Regions from separate parts of the Mus musculus genome. Here all the other regions are linked to region 1. The links are chromatin contacts, called in public promoter capture Hi-C maps. All regions are on one chromosome and are shown on one strand. Each heading gives the region's core, a stretch centred on a gene start, on an enhancer-like site or on the middle of the called end of the contact. The rest is flanking DNA. Distances are from core to core; before and after follow the strand shown.

Region 1 (2,714 bases), core at 68-2,567:
AAACGCCCCCAGGTGCCCGGGGGTGCTTTTTATTAAGCTTCCCTGGTTCCTGGTACCCAGTATTTAGTTCCAACTGCTAAGCCGCTAAGCCGGAAGAAGAGAGTGTAATTGTTTGGGAAGAAAGTATAATTGTTTGTCTTGGAACAGAGAGATGGCCCTACCTAACTTCCAGGAATAAGATTACGGAAATCAAGCCACGCAGGAACCATGGGGAGAGTTGTAGGGATGGGGGCTGTGTCAAGTATTTGATATAATAAAAGCTAGTTTCCACCTTTCCACTTGGTACTTTATCAAGCTTATATTAACTGATTCAAAAGTGAGAACTCTTTTTGTTGTTTTGGTTGGCTTTCCTGTTTTGTTTCTGTAGCACTGGCTGTCTGAGAACTTGCTCTATAGACAAGGCTAGATTCGAACTCATAAATATGCCTGCCTCTTCCTTTAATAAGTGGCTTGAATCTTTAAGTCTTTTACTGTTAACATTTTCAGGGAAGAGATGAATATACAAGAAAAAAAAAACTGTCAGAGTCCAAGGTCTGTAACAAAAGACTGAATGTACACCTAGTGTAGTGGTCTTACCCATTCGGACCTTTACCCGCTTACATCCCCTACTTTTGTATTCTAGAAGGCTATGTATAGTTTTACTAGCCACAATCCCAAAGAAACCTGGGTTAAAGAGCAACAGGCTCTTTGAACGGTTTCTCTTCTTTTATTTCCCCTTCCCTTTCCTGCAACGGGAATCCAACTTGGGCTCGGCGCATTTGAAAAGAGCGCTACCACAGAGCTACAAGTGAGCCCAGCTTCTGCACTGCATCAGGACTGCTCTTGGCTGTGAAGCAGTGTGCTAAACTGGAGACGATCCCGTGGGAACTAGCGAAGAAGGGTCACGAGTGTGGATTGCCGAGCAGCGGCCCGGACAGCAGAGCTTCTGGCTGAGTTCCCTCCCCACTTCCGGGGTCACGAGCCCAAGTCTTTCGGCCATTGCTCCCAGTCTTCAGACCATAACCTCTGCCGCCTGAGCAAACCGCCTCCAGCCCTTGCTCTTGCTCCCTCTCCACCCATCCGCATCTCCCGCGCCCATCACCGTACCCGGCTCCTTTGTGCGCACAGATCCGCGAGCTCTGTCCCGGAACGCGCAGAAAGCGGGACTCACCTGAGGCTCCTTCTGTTCTGAAGTCCGTGAGTCCCAATCCCTTGCTGGTGGCGCTGCAGTAGCCCGGCTTTCCCTCGCAGAGGGGACTCACTCTGAATGACGCGAGCTCTGCCTGCACTCCTGAATCCTCTAGCTGCGCCCAGAGGCCTGGCAGGACCTTGCCCGCCCCGCCCACCAGCAAGGCAAAAGGAAGTGGGATTTTGATTGCCTTGGAAAGAAAGGCTATTCATCACCTGGGGAGTGGCCTCTTCTCGGAACTTTCTTTACACTGCCTGATCTCAACCACCCAACCTATTTGGGTACTGTGCGGGAAATCGGGCTTCCTCAAACTTACTTTCCTGCTTTGCACACTTTCTTAAGTATGCATCGATTACCACATCTGTTCCATCAGCCCTGTTTGCACTTTCAAGTTTGTTGATCTCTTTCCTAGCAGATTTCTCTCCTCTTTTTAAAAATCTTATGGGTTTTATATAACCGTTTCACGCCGTTTGCTGGTAGCAGTCTTTGCTTTCTTTTTACTACAGTCTGTGAAAAAGTACCACCCTTAACTAGAAAACATTCAGGTTTGGTTTGAACTGTGCGGCTCACTCACCAGAAAAATCAGCATCTGTTTTGTTTAGTAAAGCGGTGCTTCTTAAATTACAGCCCGAGAAGAGTCACCGAGCTGAAACTACATTAGGTCATGCCTTCAAAGATTCTGACTTAGTATGCCTCGTGTGGACATTTCTAAGAAATTTCCAATTATCTAAAAATACCTTCCTATGACACAGAAGGTATTTTTCCCCCGCCTGCATTTTATGCATCATTTGGTACTCTTGGGGGAGGGAGAGTTATGAAAGGATGATGAAAGGGTTACAGGTGAATTTTGAGTCTTCACTCTTCTTTCCCTGTGATTGGTGCGTTTCTAAGTATATTCAACTAAAAATCTGGGGAGCATCTTGGGAGGGGCCCACTACTTGCATATGTGTATATTTCTGCATGTACATAAATACCAGTGTGCATAGAATATACTGTTCTTCCATAGAAAGCCATGATGCATGGAAAAGTGAACCTCACATATAAAGAGTCTGAGACCATGGCACTCCAATGCTGGAGAAAGGAACCGGGAACTTAGCATCGCTCAATGTGATTTGTAACTTCAACTGGCTTGCTGTTAGGCACTCAGGATGTTTATCTTTATTCTTTAGCTGATTTCATACTCGGAGCAAACAAGGATCTTCACTGTCCACTCTTTGCATAAATGGGATCATTTCATTTGAATTTTAATTTAAGCAGTTGGAGTATTTTTATAGGTAAAACCTTGTAGAAGTGAAACATTGGGGCGTTCTGTCTAAGTAAGAGTCTTCCTACTGTCTTCACCTCTGTTGTGTTTCCTAGGCTAACTGCTGTTACCAGTAGCTCCAAGACTTGGCCACAGGGGAGTCGGTGAGCTAGGGCTTCATGGGCAGCCGCTGCTGGGTAGTGGCTCACTCTGTGTTTGTTTCCTTTCCTAATGTCTTCATACCTCAAGCCCACCTAAGTTTTCTACTTAGAAAAACTAGCCTCAGCCAACAGTTTAAATGTT
Region 2 (2,714 bases), core at 127-2,626, 2.5 Mb after region 1:
AGTTTGATGCTGATTCCAATTCTGCCTGCTCCAACTTAAAGAGCTGTGAAACCAGGCCTCTTCTTTTGAACCACTGCAGATTCCCCCTCCCTCCCCCACCCTCCCAACCCCCATCCCCACCACCTGGAACTTAAATGTAGCGCTTCATCTTTAACTTGTGGGAACTTCAGTTTTGTTTTGTTTTGTTTTGTTTTGTTTTTCTTCACTTGATTTTCCAGTTAGATGATTATAACTTTCACATCTTCAAATACTCTTCATTAAAAATGTTAAGAGTTGGAGGAGAGATGGCTCACTGGTTAAGAATACTTCTAGAGGACCCCAGTTTGGGTCCCAAAAGCCTTATCAAATGAGTGACAACTGCCTGCAATTCTAGCTCCAGGGGATCCAAAGCCTCTGGCCTCTTTGGAGACCTGCATTCATATATACATACTCATATACACACATGTGCATACACATAATTGAAAATAAGAAATATAAGTCAATGTTAAATAGGACAAGCAGGGAAGGAGCCCCAAGGCACACAGCTCAACACCTCTTTCACATCTAATCTAGCACAGAGATAGTACATTTTATTAATAATTATATTATGGGTGCTGCTTTCATGCACATTAGCTCCTTGATACAGGATCCAGTATGGCCAGTGGTAGTGTATGCCAATTTTATCTATGTGGTAGTATATATGAGTAGTGAAATTCTTTGTTAAAATTAAGATTCACCATATCTAATAATGTTCTACTGACAGTAAGTGTTTATGTATCAGCAAATATTATAACATGTAATGTCTCTTTGTTTATGGACTATGGTGAACATAAAATCATATATATCCTTCTTAGGGCAGTTGTCATGAATAAGACAATAAATCAACTTGTCTTTCAACACTTTTAGAAGTTAAAGGGGATGGCAGATTCTCTCTGAAAAAATTTTCAATGTGACCCGAATGCGAAAACATAATTGAAATCCTTTAGATGCTTTTATTTCCAGAAGGGAGTCTGTGTGCAAGAAAACCTGTTTTCCCCCAGTGTAGCCATGGGGTTTACTTTGTTGAACACTTCTTCACCTTAGGTAGGAGGGGGGAGTGGAGGATCCGTCGCCTCCCTTCCCTGCGGTTCCTTTCTAGTCCATCGAGTCCTCCTAACTACTGAATGTGTTCATTACGTCCGGGATTTCTCCGGAGACGTGGCAGACACTAAGTGACAGCAAGTCAGAAACAGACTAGAAGCCCAACGGTTTCCGAGTTGAAGGGACGCACTGAGAAGTACCCGAGTCCAAGAGCCGCATCAAATACAATAGCGCCTAAACTCAGTGATGCGCTTGCGCAGCGGGCGGAAAGGTTCCCCGCCCACCTCTCTGGTGTGCGGCTGCGCGCGGAGTGGCCGCCACCCGGAACCGCTGTGCTGAGCTCGCGCCACGTCTCTTCAGGGGGCCCCTCCCCTCTCCCTGCTGTCCCTGCTGTCGCTGCGCGGGAGCCTAGAGAGGACTAGGCCCGGAGCATCATGGTCCACGAGGCTCCGCACGCTTCATCCTTCCAGATGCTGCTACAGCTGCTGCTTCTGCTCCTGCTCCGGGCCGAGCCACTGCGGAGCGCTGAGCTCACCTTCGAGCTGCCGGACAACGCCAAGCAGTGCTTCCACGAAGAGGTGGAGCAGGGCGTGAAGTTCTCTCTGGATTACCAGGTGCGGCCCTAGCCGCGTCTCACTGGGGCTACTGGTGCGCCGCCATCCGGAGCGGCCAAGATTAGCCACCAAAGGCTGAGGGGGTCGGGGATAACAACCCCAGACCGGTTGACTTCTCCCTGAGAAGAAACGTTTGTATCTGCCAGAGCCCTCCCGAAGTGGGCCAGGGGCACTGGGGAGTTAGGCAGGCTACAGGTGAGCGCTCAGGATGGGGGGCCTGTTACCGCCCCCTGTCGCCCCCTGCAGAATTGACCAGAATGACCTCTCCCAGGTACCTCCAGGAACATCAGTATTAATTAGCTGGACACCCACTGGGTGGCAGTCTGACCCAACTGTCACTTTGGGCTGGGTGTCTTGCTGGTGCTGAAGTCAGCTGCATCCTTTACAGCTGGAGTTTGGGGTGACATAGTTGGAGTGATGAAGGGTTTTTTTTTTTTGAAAGGAGGGTTCAGTGCAGACTTCGAACCCTGCCAGTGTATACTTAAGGACAGTCACACACACTCCCTCCCCAGTGGTGTGGCTATGTGGCTTGCCTCTCTGCTTACCATATGGCTCAACAAAGTTAGGTCCTGCACTTTGGTCTCCATGGACAGATCTCATAGCTAACAGTTGCTTTGGTAAAGGCTCTATCCCCTAGGGTTAATGAGTAGGCATAGGGTCAGAGGGATGAATGACCACCATAAAGCAAGACCTCTAGAAATGAGGTGACACAGGCACCCCAGTTGTGTACAATGAGTAAGCCCTTCTATGGTAGACGCTCTGAAGGTTGCTTCTGCTGACAATTCCATGTATGGTGGAGTCACTGATGAGACTGCTCTCACATCTATGGACGACATACAGTGTGTGTGTGTGTGTGTGTGTGTGTGTGTGCCTGCCTCAGCACAGGCAGCCTAAGAATAAGAACAATATTCTTGGCTGGGCAGTGGTGGCGCAGGACTTTAATCCCAGCACTTGGGAGGCAGAGGCTGGTGGATCTCTGAGTTCGAGGTCAGCCTGGTTTACAGAGTTCCAGGACAGCCAGGACTATACAGGGAAACCCTG
Region 3 (2,714 bases), core at 85-2,584, 2.4 Mb before region 1:
AAACTCCATAATCACATTTTATTAAACTTCCCAAAAATGATGGATGCCATGGTAACTTGCACAGAAAGAGCATCACTTTGGGAGGTTAAACCTTAAATTAAAACCTTTTTTCCCCTCTGTAGTTTAAAGAATTGGGTGTTCTTACTTATACATATTATTCCAGCACCCAGGAGGTTGAAGCAGGAAGATCACTGTGAGTCTGAGGCCAACCTTGTCTATAGAGTGAGACCTGTCTAAAATGAGAGAGAGAGAAAGGGGGAGAGAGAGGGAGAGAGAGAGGGAGAGAGAGAGGAGAGAGAGGGAGAGGGAGAGAGAGAGAGAGAGAGAGAGAGAGAGAGAGAGAGAGAGAGAGAGAGAGAAGTGTGTGTGTGGTGTGAGAACACAAATAAGTATTATAAACAAGACCATATTAAATCAGGCTAAGCAATGGAAAATGTTAAATAGGAAATTCTTGGTTTAACACTTTTATTATCAGAAGCTAAAATAGTGTTCACAGGATGAAAAAGGATTTGGACACAATTATTCCCATTACAAGGGTGGGGTCTGTTTCTACGAGTATTTCTTCTTGAAAATAGTTGAAAGGGTATTTCCTCCATGCAGTCTGAAGCCATTCCCTTAACTTTGCCTGGCTCCTCTGGCTGCCTGTGGAAGAGGCTGCGCTGACTGACTGCATTGCCACCACAACCTACTACCATGACTAGCGCTCCATGACTCCCCGCATGACAAAGGACTGCAGCTGTCAACAGACTCACATACTGTGCTGCCTCAGAGCCTGTCACTGTGACAGCTGCTCTGTGGTCAGGCGGAATTTCTGCCGCTCCTCTGGAAAGAGGTTAGCATCCCTAACACTGCGGCACCTCTCGCTGAGCTAATGACACTTCAATCAGCATGTTCCCCTCACTTTCTGCACTTTGCCATCTGAGCACAAGTCTCTAATTACTACGCCCAGGCAACAAGTTACACATCTACCCCACCATTTACACACTCACCATACACCATCGCCCCTCCAGTCTCATGCAAGAAGCGGAATCGGTGATTTTTAAATAACCAGATTGTTAAAATGGTAAGGATGAGCAAAAAATTAAACGCGAGTAGCTCCACTGCTCCCTGGTGTTGAAAATGATCTTCATCCTTCCCTGACGTAAACCGAAGCTGCCCAGCCATTCTCCACTCGACCGACTGTGATGCTCAGAGAAATCCCTGGACAAGGGATGAGCCCTTAGATGAGGGTTGCCTAGGATAGACTGGCGCCCACAGAATTTCAGAATAAACGCTGCTACTTTGTTGCTACTTCGCAAGCAATTCAGATGGCTTAGCATTCAGACCGGCTTCTCGTTACAACTTCCTGTTTCTCTCTTAAAGCAGCCCCGTCTCTTTTCAAACTCCAGAGGGTGGTTTCATCATAAAAGATTCTGTCTTTAAATGATTCACTCTGGAAAGAGATCTTCCACACTGGTCAAATCTGCCAGCAAGATGCTGATGTCCAGACTCGTGGCCCTCCTGTTTCCAGCATGATTTCTTAGTCTGTATGCAACTGGCAAATTGTACATTGATAGTAAGACAGTTCAACCCGGCACATCAATAGTTTTCAGATTCAAAAGGGCAAGTCCAGACCCTTAACTTCACCTACTCAGGTTTCTCCCCTCCCACCACAGCCTCCCAGGGGAGGATTGACAGGTATGATTTCACAGGACTATTTCTGAAGTTGAGAGGCACAGATCCAGTGCACGATTCTCTGACTTTTTATAATTGCCGGTCAACTAAAATAATCAAAAAGAAAAGTCTAGCCCCAGTCCTTTAACGGTGCTATTTAAATTTGTTGAAGAAAAAAAGGAAGAGAGATAGAGAAGGTGGAGGATGGAGGGAAGAAGGGAGGGAGGGAGAAAAGGGAGAGGGAGGTGTTTAAGACTGGTACCTCCAGTTCTTCTGCTTCCTAGGCAAACATCAAGATTTCCTTGTCTTTACCAATCAGTCACCATGCAGCCAGGTCTGCTGTGGAGACCCCCACATCTCACCACATGGTAAAATGGACGAGTGTTAATGTCTGGCTTCTATTCTGATAGAATTAGAATTCCATTTCTGTATTGTAAGGCACCCTGAAAAAAATATGACACTAAAGGCTTTGAGACAAACACATAATAATATTATGGTCTTACAGACCTGTAACTCTAGCGTTCAGGAAGCTGAGGCAAGAGGATCGCTGTGAATTCAAGGTCTCCCTGAGCTACATAGACACTGGAAGGTAACTACCCATCGGAAAGCTAATTTCCCACTCTGGGAGAGCATCAAGCACTCCAGTGCCTCAGCCTCTTTGCTTATGCAACTCCGAGCTGGAGTTGGTTTTCTCTGTGTGCTTGGCTCAGCAGGGGGCATCTGTGTGCACAGCAGATGTTTTTACCCATGGTCCCTTTTGGCACGCATCTCTGTGATGACTAATACTGGAGTTGTCTTGAAGCCTGTCAGCTATTGCTTGCAAGCATTTGCCAGCAGCCTCACCTTCCGTATTCAAAAACCCACAGGTGAGTCGTTAGATTTACAAGATAATGCAAATTCAAAAACGAGAGAACTTCCTGGTTTTGCTGCTTTTAAGGCAGACTTGCTCTTCGATTGTCTTACCACATCTCTTTCCCTCTTCCTGTGAAGAGACCCAGGAAGTGGGTGAGAAGGAGCAGGAGATTGTTTGCCTGACTCTACAAGCTTTTCAAAAGCTTTAA
Region 4 (2,714 bases), core at 89-2,588, 2.4 Mb before region 1:
AGAGCCTCATCATTGTGCCCAGGACAGTCATTGAATGTGAAGAGGAAGGATGTCTTCAAACTCTCACACCAAGGAGGTGGCAGAGCAGGGACACAGGGTTCTTGCCTCCAGGTCTTTCCATTTGGAAACAAAGATAGCAACAAGGCATGCTTAATTAGGGCTCTTTGTGTTTCCATCTGAGCAACCCCCTCCCCATTTTCCCCTTTTGAACTCATATCACATAAATCTTACTAATGTGAAGCTTTGAAATGCATGAATTTATTCTTGAAACTAGAATAATTAAAGGCCACGTTTCTGTTTCGTCAATCAGATCATTATTGAACTTCCAGAACATTTTCTTGGGTTTCAGAAGACAGGGGTGTATTCTGAGCTCTGTACTTCTGAATGCATATTTTTTAATCAAAAATAGCTCTTTGAGGGTCTTACCACATGATCCTCTTTCCTCAGCTTCCCCCACCCCCTGCCGTGTTGGAACTTCAGGTGTGGTCTGAGAAATAATTCCGCAATTTGTTGTTTGTTTGTCTAAAAGTAAGGAAAAACCTTCATTCTGTTCTGACAATGAGCTATTTTCTTCATTGTCTACTTTAAGAAAATGTAATATCAAAAGATCAACCCTTCATTTCTCATTGCCTAGTGCTTCCAGAAAGCAGGAAATATGATATCACATCCAGCATGGCAATTTTGGGCAGAGTTGTCTGCATATTAAGAAGCCATTTTCCCCTTTCCTTTGCCGTCTTGTACAGTCATTTTATATATAATGATGGGTTTATCATAACATTTTCATACACGTATATGAACTTTATTTTAAATATACATAGGAGATGAAACATTTTTTAACTATGGCTCTTCCTTGGGCCATGTCAGATTAGACTTACCAGAGAAAACCAACTACAAGAGTATGCAAAGTTCTTTGAGTTTTAGTTCTGAGTCTGCCACCGGCCCATTCCTGAGAGAGCCTTTGAAAAGCCTTGCTCTCAGTTCTTCCATTGTTAGATGAGATTTACAATCTGCTACAGAGATCCTGAGGAGGAAACATGAAAAGATGGCCAAGTGCTTTGAAAACACTAACTGGTTATTAATGATTTAGGGACACAACAGCTTTTGTGTGCTGCGGAAAGGAGCATGTGACACATCCCATTTTATCATGGAGCATGCCTGTGAAATGTCTCCTACCTGAGCTTCTCAGAAAACCATCTGATTCCTTTAAAAAGAGACTTTAAAATTAGTTCTCATTTTATGATGCTCAATGTTCTCTTGTGGCAGTTGTCTTGTTGTGTTCCTAAGAAAAAACCCTGGGTGGTATAAATAATACAGAGCCAGCACTCCCAGTGTGTGGGCTGCACGGCTGTGGATTCAAGCACTCTAAGATTGAGATATTCTTTTTTTAGAAAAGCATCTGCACTGAACATGTATAGGCTTTTTTCTTTGTCATTGTGCCCCAAGGATTCAGCCTAACCACTCACAGATATTTTACATTGAATTAGCTACTATCTGCAATCCAGAGATGATTTGTACATAGGAGCATAAGCACAAGTTATATCATGCCATCAGATGATCCAGTCTAATCAAAGAGTCAAAGATTTTGCTATCTAGGTGGCTGGGCAGGGCAGGATTTTAGAACCAATTCAGGGAGATTACAAGGCACAACTGTATTTTCTTGAAATGGGACTAAAAGAATACCCTACAAATACTTCTTATTTATATAAAGAAGTATTTATTAATATTACTCTCATGTAATGAAGATTCTGGGGTAAGACACCAAGGGAAGATGTTGATTCCATAGCAACATCAAATAGCCAATGTCACTGTATATTTTTCCTTTATAATCCTTGATGAATTGGCGTGTCACTTCCTGATCTCAAAATGGCTGCTACAGCTCCTCAAGACATACTTATTGTGAAGGTATGAGATGGAAAGGAAGGAATCTAACTATATTTATTCCTTTTTTTGCTTGTTTTGTTTGTTTGTTTGTTTTTTAACAAAATTTACCTCACAAACCATTCTTCTAGCCCTGAATCACATGACCACTGAAAAGGTAAGAAAATTAGAAAGTATATCAGTTACATTTCGGTTGCTATGATAACACCAAGACAAAACAGTCTATTGTCTTTTATTTGGGAAGAGTTTATTTGGGCTTACAGTCTCAGAGGGTTAGAGTCTAGGATGGCAGATGGGAGCCAATCATGGTGGGCATAATGGCTTGGAACAGCAGGCAGACAACTCATTTTTGAATTTAAAAAACCAAGCAGAAAGTGAACTAGACATGGTGAGAGTCTTTAAACTCTCAAATCCCACCTCTCCTGTCATATTTCCTCCAACAAATCCTAAATGACTCCTAAATCTCTCAAACAGCTTCATCAATTAGGGACCAGGTGTTCAAGTGCTTGAGACTGTGGGAGACATCTCATTCAAACTACCACAGACAGCAATGTGGATATTTTATTGTTGCTATGGTTTTGTTTCTTCCCAAGTACATCCTTCTGACTTGCTTGGAGGGAAGCCACAGGGAAAAGGGGCCAAGGTCAGTGGAGAGTCTCAGGGATGCCCCCCCATGCTTTGATGAAGAAAGTCCTTTTGACAAATGGTAGCTATTCAAAATCCAGTTTCTCAGAGCTGTGGAAATATGTGATGATAGCTTATAAACTTATCTAGTATTATAAGGTGGGTGAAAGCCACCCTGAACGGTCTCACTTGCTCGAGTACCGCAGATTTCA
Region 5 (2,714 bases), core at 78-2,577, 2.4 Mb before region 1:
GTTCTATAAGAGAGCAGGCTGAGCAAGCCAGGGAAGGCAAGCCAGTAAAGAACATCCCTCCATGGCCTCTGCATCAGCTCCTGCTTTCTGACCTGCTTGAGTTCCAGTCCTGACTTCTTTTGGTGATGAACAGCAGTATGGAAGTGTAAGCCGAATAAACCCTTTCCTCCTCAACTTGCTTCTTGGTCATGATGTTTGTGCAGGAATAGAAACCCTGACTAAGACAATGTTAAAGTTGGAAAGCGGACTGACTGACTCTATTGCCTCCCTTTGGATCCCTTTCCTCCTAGCCAGACTGCCTTCTCTGGCCTCGGTGGGAGAAGAAGTGCTTAGTCCTATTGTGACTTCATGAGCCAGGAAGGATTGGTACCCATGGGGACTTTTCCTTCACAAAGGAGAAGTGGAGTTGTGGTAATGGTGAGAAGGAGGTGTGAAGGTGTAGAACTGGGAGGAAAGGAGGGAGATAGGGTTGCAATAGTGATGTAAAGTTAATAATTAATAAATTAGTAAATTAAGGGGAAAAGAAATAAAAAAACAAATGTTCTGTTAAAATTCCTAAAACCATACTTCTGCAAGTACCCGGACTGCTGGTTTGATTTCTGTACTTTCATCTCAAGCTTTTGTTATTCTTTTGCTTTGCTTCTTTATGATATCCACCATTATGTATCTCCTTTTCTGCTTCCATTTTTCAGTCTTTATTCTGTTATGTTTGAAGCATCATTTAATTCTAGAAAACAATTAAACATCTTACTGGCCCCTTTTGATTTCATATATATATCATATATATGTATTCCATATATATATGATTATATATATATATATATAGTCCCTTCACTAAAAGTTAATATTGGGCCATAAAAACTTCAATCCTGATTGATAATAGAACACAGAAAATATTAAGTGAAAATGCTTTATTCCAAGTGACATTGCCACTTACTCTTTAAGAGTATTAAAGAATTACCTTAATTCCCTCATGGTGGAAAAAAAGGCCATTAAGCTTCTGTAATGAAGGAAATATATATTTATAATGGAGCAAATGGCACTGTGCCTTTGTCTGAAGCAATCTCGATGTCCAATAAAGAAAAGCCATATTCAAATGTGGTGCCTCTGAACACCAGATATTATAAGAATTCCTAGTCAGCAGGATGTCTTGCCAAAAGCACTCCACAAATTGATTTAGGCTGTCTCACTAAATTGTGGCTCATTCAAAATCTTCCTCCAGTATGAAAATCAGCACCTGGTCAATTCCAGTCCAGACCTTGGCATCCAGTCATGTCTCCCCCGGGGTTCTGCATTGCATGCAGAGCATGCGCACTGCTTCTGGGAGCATGCCCACTGCTGGGGCTCATGTGCTCCCTCCTGCCTCCCGCTTTCCTGTGTGAGCCATAGCTTCACCCTCTGTTTGGTTACTGTTTTCTTTCTCCATTGCTTGTTCAGTTTCTATATAATCATTCCTTTTTGCTCTGACCCTTTATTTCTGCCTCCACCTATTTTTTCCCTGGGTAACCCTCTTTGATACCAATTGACAGTCTAAGTTTGTTTTTTTTTTTTTTTTTTACTTTCCAGAGGTTTCTGTTGCCATAGTGATGTTTCATGATTATCATGCCCATGACAACTTCCCGTGGCACTCTGGTTGCTATAACAATACCAATCAGTAGAGAAATCTGTGGGAACTTGTGACAAAGATGCTAGTTCACACCTCTGTGAGAGGCAGTTTGCTGGGAGACGCTTCATATTTAATAGTTGTTCATAGCACACACACACACACAAAAGAGAGTGCACAAATAAGGGCAACTCATTTTTCCTGGATTAAAACATTATGATACTAAGGCTTGTGTTTCACATCTTGAAAAGAATTCCTCCCTTTGTCTAGGCTTTTGTCTGGTCTTTCTTCCTACTTAAAAATCTTTGATAGAAATATAATCTATAATTTAAGAAAGAGAGCTGTTATAGGTATAACTCATCTCCAAATTTATATATCAAAATCCCAAACCGAAACATGACTGGCTGCTTCTGGAAATAATGTTTTTGAAGTGTAGTTACAGTGAATGAGCTTGTGAGTGTGAGGCCCTAATCTTATAGGATTAGTGTCCTTATAAGAGGGCATAGCAAGAAGAGGGGGAGCAACGGGAGCAGAGATCAAGGGAGGGTTCTGAAAGGAGGGGACAATTTAAAGTACATTATACACATCTGTTAAAACTGCAGAGCAAAACTTATTATTTTGTATAATTAATCTATATGCCAATAAAAACATTTTAAGATGACAGAGCAAGAAGGTAAGTCAGGAGGAAGAATGCTTTCACCAGGAATCGCACCATTTGGCACCTTAATCATATACTTCCGTTCCTCCAGAGCTGCAAGAAAATTAACTTGCCTCATTTAAGCCGCTTGGACTGTGGTGTTTGTTATAATAGCACAAGGCGATTACCATAAATCTCAATACTACTTAACATTCATAACTTCTGCTAGATCCTTTTGATTTTAAAGATGTAAATTTCTAGAGATATAGCCAAATAAAAACCACAGTATTACACTTGTACGTTGTTTGTCTCTGAATGCTAGATAGACCAGGAGGGACAGTGTGATACCACATATTACATGGTGTGAGTTGTTGTTACAGCTTGCTTAGTCTAGAGAGACTATTAAGTAATACCTTTAGTATAGGACTTTGTTGTTGTTGATAATGATGATGGTGGTGATGTCATCATTGCTGT
Region 6 (2,714 bases), core at 118-2,617, 2.3 Mb before region 1:
AAATTTCTTCCAAAGACTGAACTCCTACATCACCAAACACAAAACGTTGACCTTACCCGTATTCTTCCAGAAGCGAGTCCTCATGCTACAATCAAATACAGAAAATTCGGGAAAGTGATTCACGATCTTGTATAGATAAGTCTCACTGTCTCAGTAGTTACTCTTTGCATACCCGTTACTACTTACTATGATTTTCCTGTTTGACCTCTAAAAATCAGCGCAGTAAAAGTATATTTAACAGCGACCAGGAATTAGCTAGCTATCCACTCGACCAACAATCACAGGAGTGCTAAAAGTTAAAGAAAAAAAAAGTATTCTAATAGAACATATTTTGAAGTTACTGCTGAAGATCCCAGACCTTCTAAAACTTAACCCCACGCGCGTTAGGCCAGGTTATTTCCGCAGTCTGCTGTTAGGAGCTGGTTAGACCGCACAGGTGCGGCACCTGACGGCCTGGCTCCCTGGGGTCATCGCCACAGCAACGCGTCCTGGCCGCAAGGCAGGCCTGGGCCCAGCCTGTGAAGCATGGGGGAACCGGGCTCCTCGGGGACCCGGCGGGCGGCGCCGGTGAGGAAGGACCTCATCCCGCCAGTGCTCACTCAGCGAAACCGTAACTCAGCCTCCGCAGATACATCGCCAGCCCTGCAGCGGCATTCCGGTCCCTAACCGCTGGCCCACTGTCTGCCCGCAGGCCCTACGGCGGCACAAAGCGCGCGACCCAGAGGTCCCGCCAGTCAAAAGAACAAGCGCGCGCCACACCATATAAGGCCCGGAGCGGGCGGCCAGGCCCCGCCCCCAGGACCTGGCCCGGCCCCACTCCAGCCCCGCCCCCAGGCTTCGGCCCCACCTCCTCCCGCTCCCAGGATGGGCCTCTCTGCTCCCGCTTGCCTCCGCCCTCTCCCTTCCAATGACCTTCCCACAAAGGCCTCCGGGGCGCCTGTGTAGCCCGACAGTCACCCCAGAGTAGCCGTTACTGAAGGTCTCCGGTGGCGGAGCTGGCGAGCTCCGCCCTCCCGGGCGCGCCCTCCACCCACCCTCTCCACCGCCTCCCCGCGAGCTCGCGCTGACGCTTCCCGGGGGCGCGCTCGCCCCGCCCCCGGCCCCGCCCCTCGCTCTCGGGCGTGCCCGCGCGTGGGGGCCCCGCCGCATCCTCTCCTCCCCTCCTCGCACCGTAGCTTCTCGAGTGTGAGGCGTCCGGGACTCCTCACTCGCCCCCGCGCGCGCTGCTCGCCCGGGACCCAGCAAGGCGCAGCTCAAGCGTCCCGGGCGGGAGTGCGCGTGCGCGCGACCGCGGCTCCCGCGCTCCCTCCTCCCCCCCCCCCTCCCCGCGCCTCTATAACTTGGCGGGCAAGGAGGCGGCGCCCGCGGAGTCGGAGGGCGGGGAGCTCGGAGGAGGGCACCGGGAGTTGTGGAGACAGCCGATCGGGAAGTCGCCGCGCTCGGCCGGCGCAGCCCGTCCTCGGGTTCCTTCGCTGCCGCCCTCCGTCTGCGCCGCGGGCCTCGGCGCCGTGGGGCGGCCCGGCGGGGTGCGCTCGCCCGCCCCGGCCCCGGCCGCTGCCGCGCGCGGGCGGGATGTGGCGCCTGGTGCCCCTGAAGCTGGGCCGCCTGTCCCGTGCACTGAAGCTGGCGGCGCTCGGCAGCCTGTTGGTGCTGATGCTGCTGCACTCGCCGTCGCTGCTCGCCTCCTGGCAGCGCAACGAGCTCGCCGACCGGCGCTTCCTGCAGCTCAATAAGTGCCCGGCGTGCTTCGGCACGAGCTGGTGCCGCCGTTTCCTCAACGGCCAGGTGGGCTTCGAGACGTGGGGCCGCCTGCGCCTGCTGGACTTCCTCAACGTGAAGAACGTGTACTTCGCGCAGTACGGCGAGCCCCGCGAGGGCGGCCGCCGGCGCGTGGTGCTCAAGCGCCTGGGTTCGCAGCGCGAGCTGGCGCAGCTCGACCAGAGCATCTGCAAGCGGGCCACCGGCCGGCCGCGCTGCGACCTGCTCCAGGCCATGCCCCGCACCGAGTTCGCGCGTCTCAACGGCGACGTGCGGCTGCTCACGCCGGAGGCGGTGGAGGGTTGGTCGGACCTGGTGCACTGCCCCTCGCAGCGCCTGCTGGACCGCCTGGTGCGCCGCTACGCGGAGACCAAGGACTCGGGCAGTTTCCTGCTGCGTAACCTCAAGGACTCCGAGCGCATGCAGCTGCTGCTCACCCTGGCCTTCAACCCCGAGCCGCTGGTGCTACAGGTAGGCGCGGGCGCGGGGCTCTTCGACGCCAGAGGGAGTGCGTCCCCAACTCTCCCAAAATGCCTCTTCGCGAGTTTCCTTCCGCCCTCCCGCTCGTCCCAGTCTGGATGCCAGTGTCAGTGCGATAGCGAGCCCTTGTACCTCTTTCCGAGGACTTGGGCACCCTGGGCACACGTCCTTTGCTGTCCCGCCTGGCTAGCCTAACTTCCCCGAGTCTGTCTTTGTTTTATTTCTTAGATCATCTCCCTGTTAGTCAATCAGCTAGTTCTGGGACCAGGTGGGAAAGATGAGATCAGAGAGTGGGGTGGTGGTAAAGTGAAGGGAGCTAATTCGTGACTCGTGCTTTGCGTGGAATTAGAAGCTAGGAAATGGGGGAAAGAGTTAGATTTGGGCTGGGAAGGCTAAAGGCCAAGACGGACTTTTGCATCCTGATGCTGTGGCCTGCCCTAGTCATATGGTAATCCGGTTAAGGAAGGAATTAAAGT
Region 7 (2,714 bases), core at 60-2,559, 2.2 Mb after region 1:
AATTTGCTACGTGGCATTTATCTCTCTCTCTGAAAGCCCTAGTTCCAGTGAGTTACAAAACCAAAAAGAAAGAAAGACAAGCTGGTAAGAGAAAGTAGAAATGGGAGGGGGAACAATAGAGGGTAATGAAGGCTGAAATATATCAGGATATATTATAAACACTCATGAAAATGTAATAATGAAACTTATTATTAAGTACAATTAATATATGCTAATAAAATCTTTTTTTTTTTTTTTAAAGGAAGTTTTGTGTGTCCTGCGGAAGGACCATCAGCAGGGCTAGGAAATCCCAGACCACCATCTACTCTCAGCCAGGGGCTTTGATTGACCGGCTCTTTACACTTAAAAATGGCTGGCGCGCTTTAACTTCTGTTTTCACTGTCCATAAATAAACATCTATTAGAACCAGCTACCCGTAGCTGCGTTCGTTCCACAGGTTCCAAAGGTTCGTTTGTAGCCTTTAGGAGTTGCTACAGAGACCAACGTTGTACACAGTAAAATATTTACTGGTTAGTCTCCTGCGGTTGCACTTTGCCAAGAGTTGAGGCGACTTTCCCGAGCCAGCTTTTTCCAGGCACACCACAGACGCTAGGGTTAAAACTTCTGTGGGTGCCCCATGTTCCGCAGGGCAGGGAGTCACCCCAGCACGGCACAGTCGGACTAATAACCCAGGCAGGGCGATCCCCGGGGAGGCCAAGTCCACGGAAAGTACAGGCTGGGATGTCCCGCTCCCTCCCGTGGTGGGACAGGAAAGTTTTGTGCCCTTAGCTGTCCGGCAGAAGGGGCTGAAGGCTTCTGTATCTAGATCTGAGCCAAAAGGACTCTAGGTACCTGCCAGCCTGTTCCTCGGATCACGCAAGACGCGTGTCCCCCGAGACTAGCCCGTCCCTGTTCTCCCTCCGGTGCCCTCGGAGCCCTGCGCCCCACTTTCTCCCTCCTACCTATGGCGTTCACGGTCAGCTCGGCGGTGGCCCCAGTACTCAGCAGCCAGGCCCCAGCGCACAGCAGCGGCAGCGCAGCCCACATCTCGGCGCTCACTGCCCGGTCCCACCGAGTGCCCTCTGAGCCCAGCCTGTGGAAAGGAGGTGGGGCGACTCTGGCCTCCGCCTAGGTGATGATGGTTCCTCTCCTGCCCCCTGTGGCCATTACACTCCTGCTCTTGGGAAGAAGGGTTCTCAGGGTCTGACCCTGAAGGCTAGTCCCTGCCAAGTGGGAGGAAGCGCAGCCTAATCCCCAGTTTCCTGTCTGTCCCCATCTCTGGTAACTCCGTCTCCGTGAAGGTTTCTTGAACCATAGCTCCCTGGCCTTCCCTATAGCTTGAAATGACTTAACCAGAGGGCTGTCTGGACTGCTCACCCCCAACAGGCATTTGGGTTGCTTCCAGGCATTTGCGTTGCTTCCTCCTCCTTCCTCCTTCTTCTTCCTTCTTCTTCTGTTTTGGTTTTTTGAGACAGGGTTTCTCTGTACTCACTTTGTAGACCAGGCTGGCCTTGAACTCAGAAATCCACCTGCCTCTGCCTCCCAAGTGCTGGGATTAAAGGTGTGCGCCACCACACCTGGCTCTTTTTTTCTTCTTACAGTCCCCATATAGCCCAGGCTGTCTTTGAACTTGTAACCCTCCTGTTTCAGCCTCCTTTACAAGTTTCTCCTGGCAGCCCATGGCATTTTGATGAAGGCAGAATGACCTTCCTCTCCTGAGATTCTTTGGTCAGATTCTGTCTTTCTAGTGCCGGGGGAAGAGATTCCAGAAGTCTTTTAGAATTAAGTATAGTAAGGTGGTTCTCTACCTGGGGGTCAAATGACCCTTTAAAAGGGGCCACCTAAGACCATCGAAAAACACAGATATTTATATTATAATTTATAATAGTATCAAATGTACAGTTATGACATAGCAACAAAAATAATCTAATGGTTTGGGGATCACCATAAAATGAGGTTGAAACTACTGGTCTAGTGGCTTTGACCAGTTTTCAGAATTCTATTTAAGAAGCCCTGAGGCTACGGATGTAACTCAGCGAGCATGGTCCATCATGCACAAGGCTCTCATATAAGCCTTGAATAAGTTCAATGCCTAGTACTCCTATAAACACACACACACACTCCCCCCCACCCCCCCCAAATAGCCAAATAGACAAACCGAACCAAAAGCCACCACACAAAGGCACGTCTTTCAGATACTCTGGACATGTGGACACTGAATCTACACTGATCGGTTCTGACAGGCCTGGAGTATGGCTCCAAGGACAGATAGTGTGCAAAGGGCTCCCATTTTAGGATATCTGACTTGATGTGTGTACTGGCTGGTTTTGTGTGTCAACTTGACACAGCTGGAGTTATCACAGAGAAAGAAGCTTCAATTGAGGAAATGCCTCCATGAGATCCAGCTGTAAGGCATTTTCTCAATTAGTGATCAAGGGGGAAAGGCCCCTTGTGGGTGGAACCATCTCTGGGCTGGTAGTCTTGGTTCTATAAGAGAGCAGGCTGAGCAAGCCAGGGGAAGCAAGCCAGTAAGGAACATCCCTCCATGGCCTCTGCATCAGCTCCTGCTTCCTGACCTGCTTGAGTTCCAGTCCTGACTTCCTTGGTGATGAATAGCAGTATGGAAGTGTAAGCCGAATAAACCCTTTCCTCCCCAACTTGCTTCTTGGTCATGATGTTTGTGCAGGAATAGAAACCCTGACTAAGACAATGTGTTTCTGAAAGAAAATGAGATT

The links. Promoter capture Hi-C pulls out the DNA fragments that hold promoters and counts their contacts.
Region 2: a promoter capture Hi-C map of liver shows a contact between it and region 1, with 3 times the contacts expected there. The contact joins the promoter of Tmed3 here to the promoter of Plscr1 in region 1. A contact is called at or near these places in 4 of 39 promoter capture datasets (hippocampal neurons, liver and pre-B cells).
Region 3: a promoter capture Hi-C map of pre-B cells shows a contact between it and region 1, with 7 times the contacts expected there. The contact joins the promoter of Slc9a9 here to the promoter of Plscr1 in region 1. A contact is called at or near these places in 11 of 39 promoter capture datasets (the 3T3-L1 cell line, cranial neural crest, hematopoietic stem and progenitor cells and 7 more), 1 of 115 datasets of contacts at active chromatin or transcription factors (large pre-B cells) and 2 of 9 other capture datasets (adipose tissue and liver).
Region 4: a promoter capture Hi-C map of hippocampal neurons shows a contact between it and region 1, with 6 times the contacts expected there. The contact joins the enhancer-like site here to the promoter of Plscr1 in region 1. A contact is called at or near these places in 4 of 39 promoter capture datasets (cranial neural crest, hippocampal neurons, liver and 1 more), 1 of 115 datasets of contacts at active chromatin or transcription factors (astrocytes) and 2 of 9 other capture datasets (adipose tissue and embryonic stem cells).
Region 5: a promoter capture Hi-C map of hippocampal neurons shows a contact between it and region 1, with 10 times the contacts expected there. The contact joins the enhancer-like site here to the promoter of Plscr1 in region 1. A contact is called at or near these places in 3 of 39 promoter capture datasets (the 3T3-L1 cell line, hippocampal neurons and pre-B cells), 1 of 115 datasets of contacts at active chromatin or transcription factors (astrocytes) and 1 of 9 other capture datasets (adipose tissue).
Region 6: a promoter capture Hi-C map of liver shows a contact between it and region 1, with 8 times the contacts expected there. The contact joins the promoter of Dipk2a here to the promoter of Plscr1 in region 1. A contact is called at or near these places in 14 of 39 promoter capture datasets (the 3T3-L1 cell line, 3T3-L1-derived adipocytes, the C10 cell line and 9 more), 7 of 115 datasets of contacts at active chromatin or transcription factors (the 230-238 cell line, astrocytes, embryonic stem cells and 2 more) and 2 of 9 other capture datasets (adipose tissue and liver).
Region 7: a promoter capture Hi-C map of liver shows a contact between it and region 1, with 5 times the contacts expected there. The contact joins the promoter of Ctsh here to the promoter of Plscr1 in region 1. A contact is called at or near these places in 1 of 39 promoter capture datasets (liver) and 1 of 115 datasets of contacts at active chromatin or transcription factors (extraembryonic endoderm stem cells).

What each region holds. Positions count from the first base shown.
Region 1 is chr9:92,248,797-92,251,510 of GRCm38.p6, reverse strand. Plscr1 (phospholipid scramblase 1) reads right to left here and starts at 1,317. Exons shown (of 9, transcript NM_011636.2): 1 at 1,151-1,317.
Region 2 is chr9:89,703,705-89,706,418 of GRCm38.p6, reverse strand. Tmed3 (transmembrane p24 trafficking protein 3) reads left to right here and starts at 1,376. Exons shown (of 3, transcript NM_025360.2): 1 at 1,376-1,673. The coding sequence starts at 1,494.
Region 3 is chr9:94,668,512-94,671,225 of GRCm38.p6, reverse strand. It overlaps Slc9a9 (solute carrier family 9 (sodium/hydrogen exchanger), member 9), which reads right to left and starts at 1,334. Exons shown (of 16, transcript NM_177909.5): 1 at 990-1,334. The coding sequence starts at 1,164.
Region 4 is chr9:94,648,820-94,651,533 of GRCm38.p6, reverse strand. No RefSeq gene overlaps it. Among named protein-coding and RNA genes, the nearest start is that of Slc9a9, 20 kb to the left of the region's middle. Within about 2 kb of position 1,338, at least 9 of the 459 cell types and tissues checked have an H3K27ac peak or open chromatin away from gene starts, as enhancers often do. A contact at or near this core is called in hippocampal neurons, where this site is marked.
Region 5 is chr9:94,609,699-94,612,412 of GRCm38.p6, reverse strand. No RefSeq gene overlaps it. Among named protein-coding and RNA genes, the nearest start is that of Gm39404, 26 kb to the right of the region's middle. Within about 2 kb of position 1,327, at least 29 of the 459 cell types and tissues checked have an H3K27ac peak or open chromatin away from gene starts, as enhancers often do. A contact at or near this core is called in hippocampal neurons, where this site is marked.
Region 6 is chr9:94,536,734-94,539,447 of GRCm38.p6, reverse strand. It overlaps Dipk2a (divergent protein kinase domain 2A), which reads left to right and starts at 1,367. Exons shown (of 3, transcript NM_001033145.2): 1 at 1,367-2,229. The coding sequence starts at 1,573.
Region 7 is chr9:90,052,862-90,055,575 of GRCm38.p6, reverse strand. Ctsh (cathepsin H) reads right to left here and starts at 1,309. Exons shown (of 12, transcript NM_007801.3): 1 at 942-1,309. The coding sequence starts at 1,026.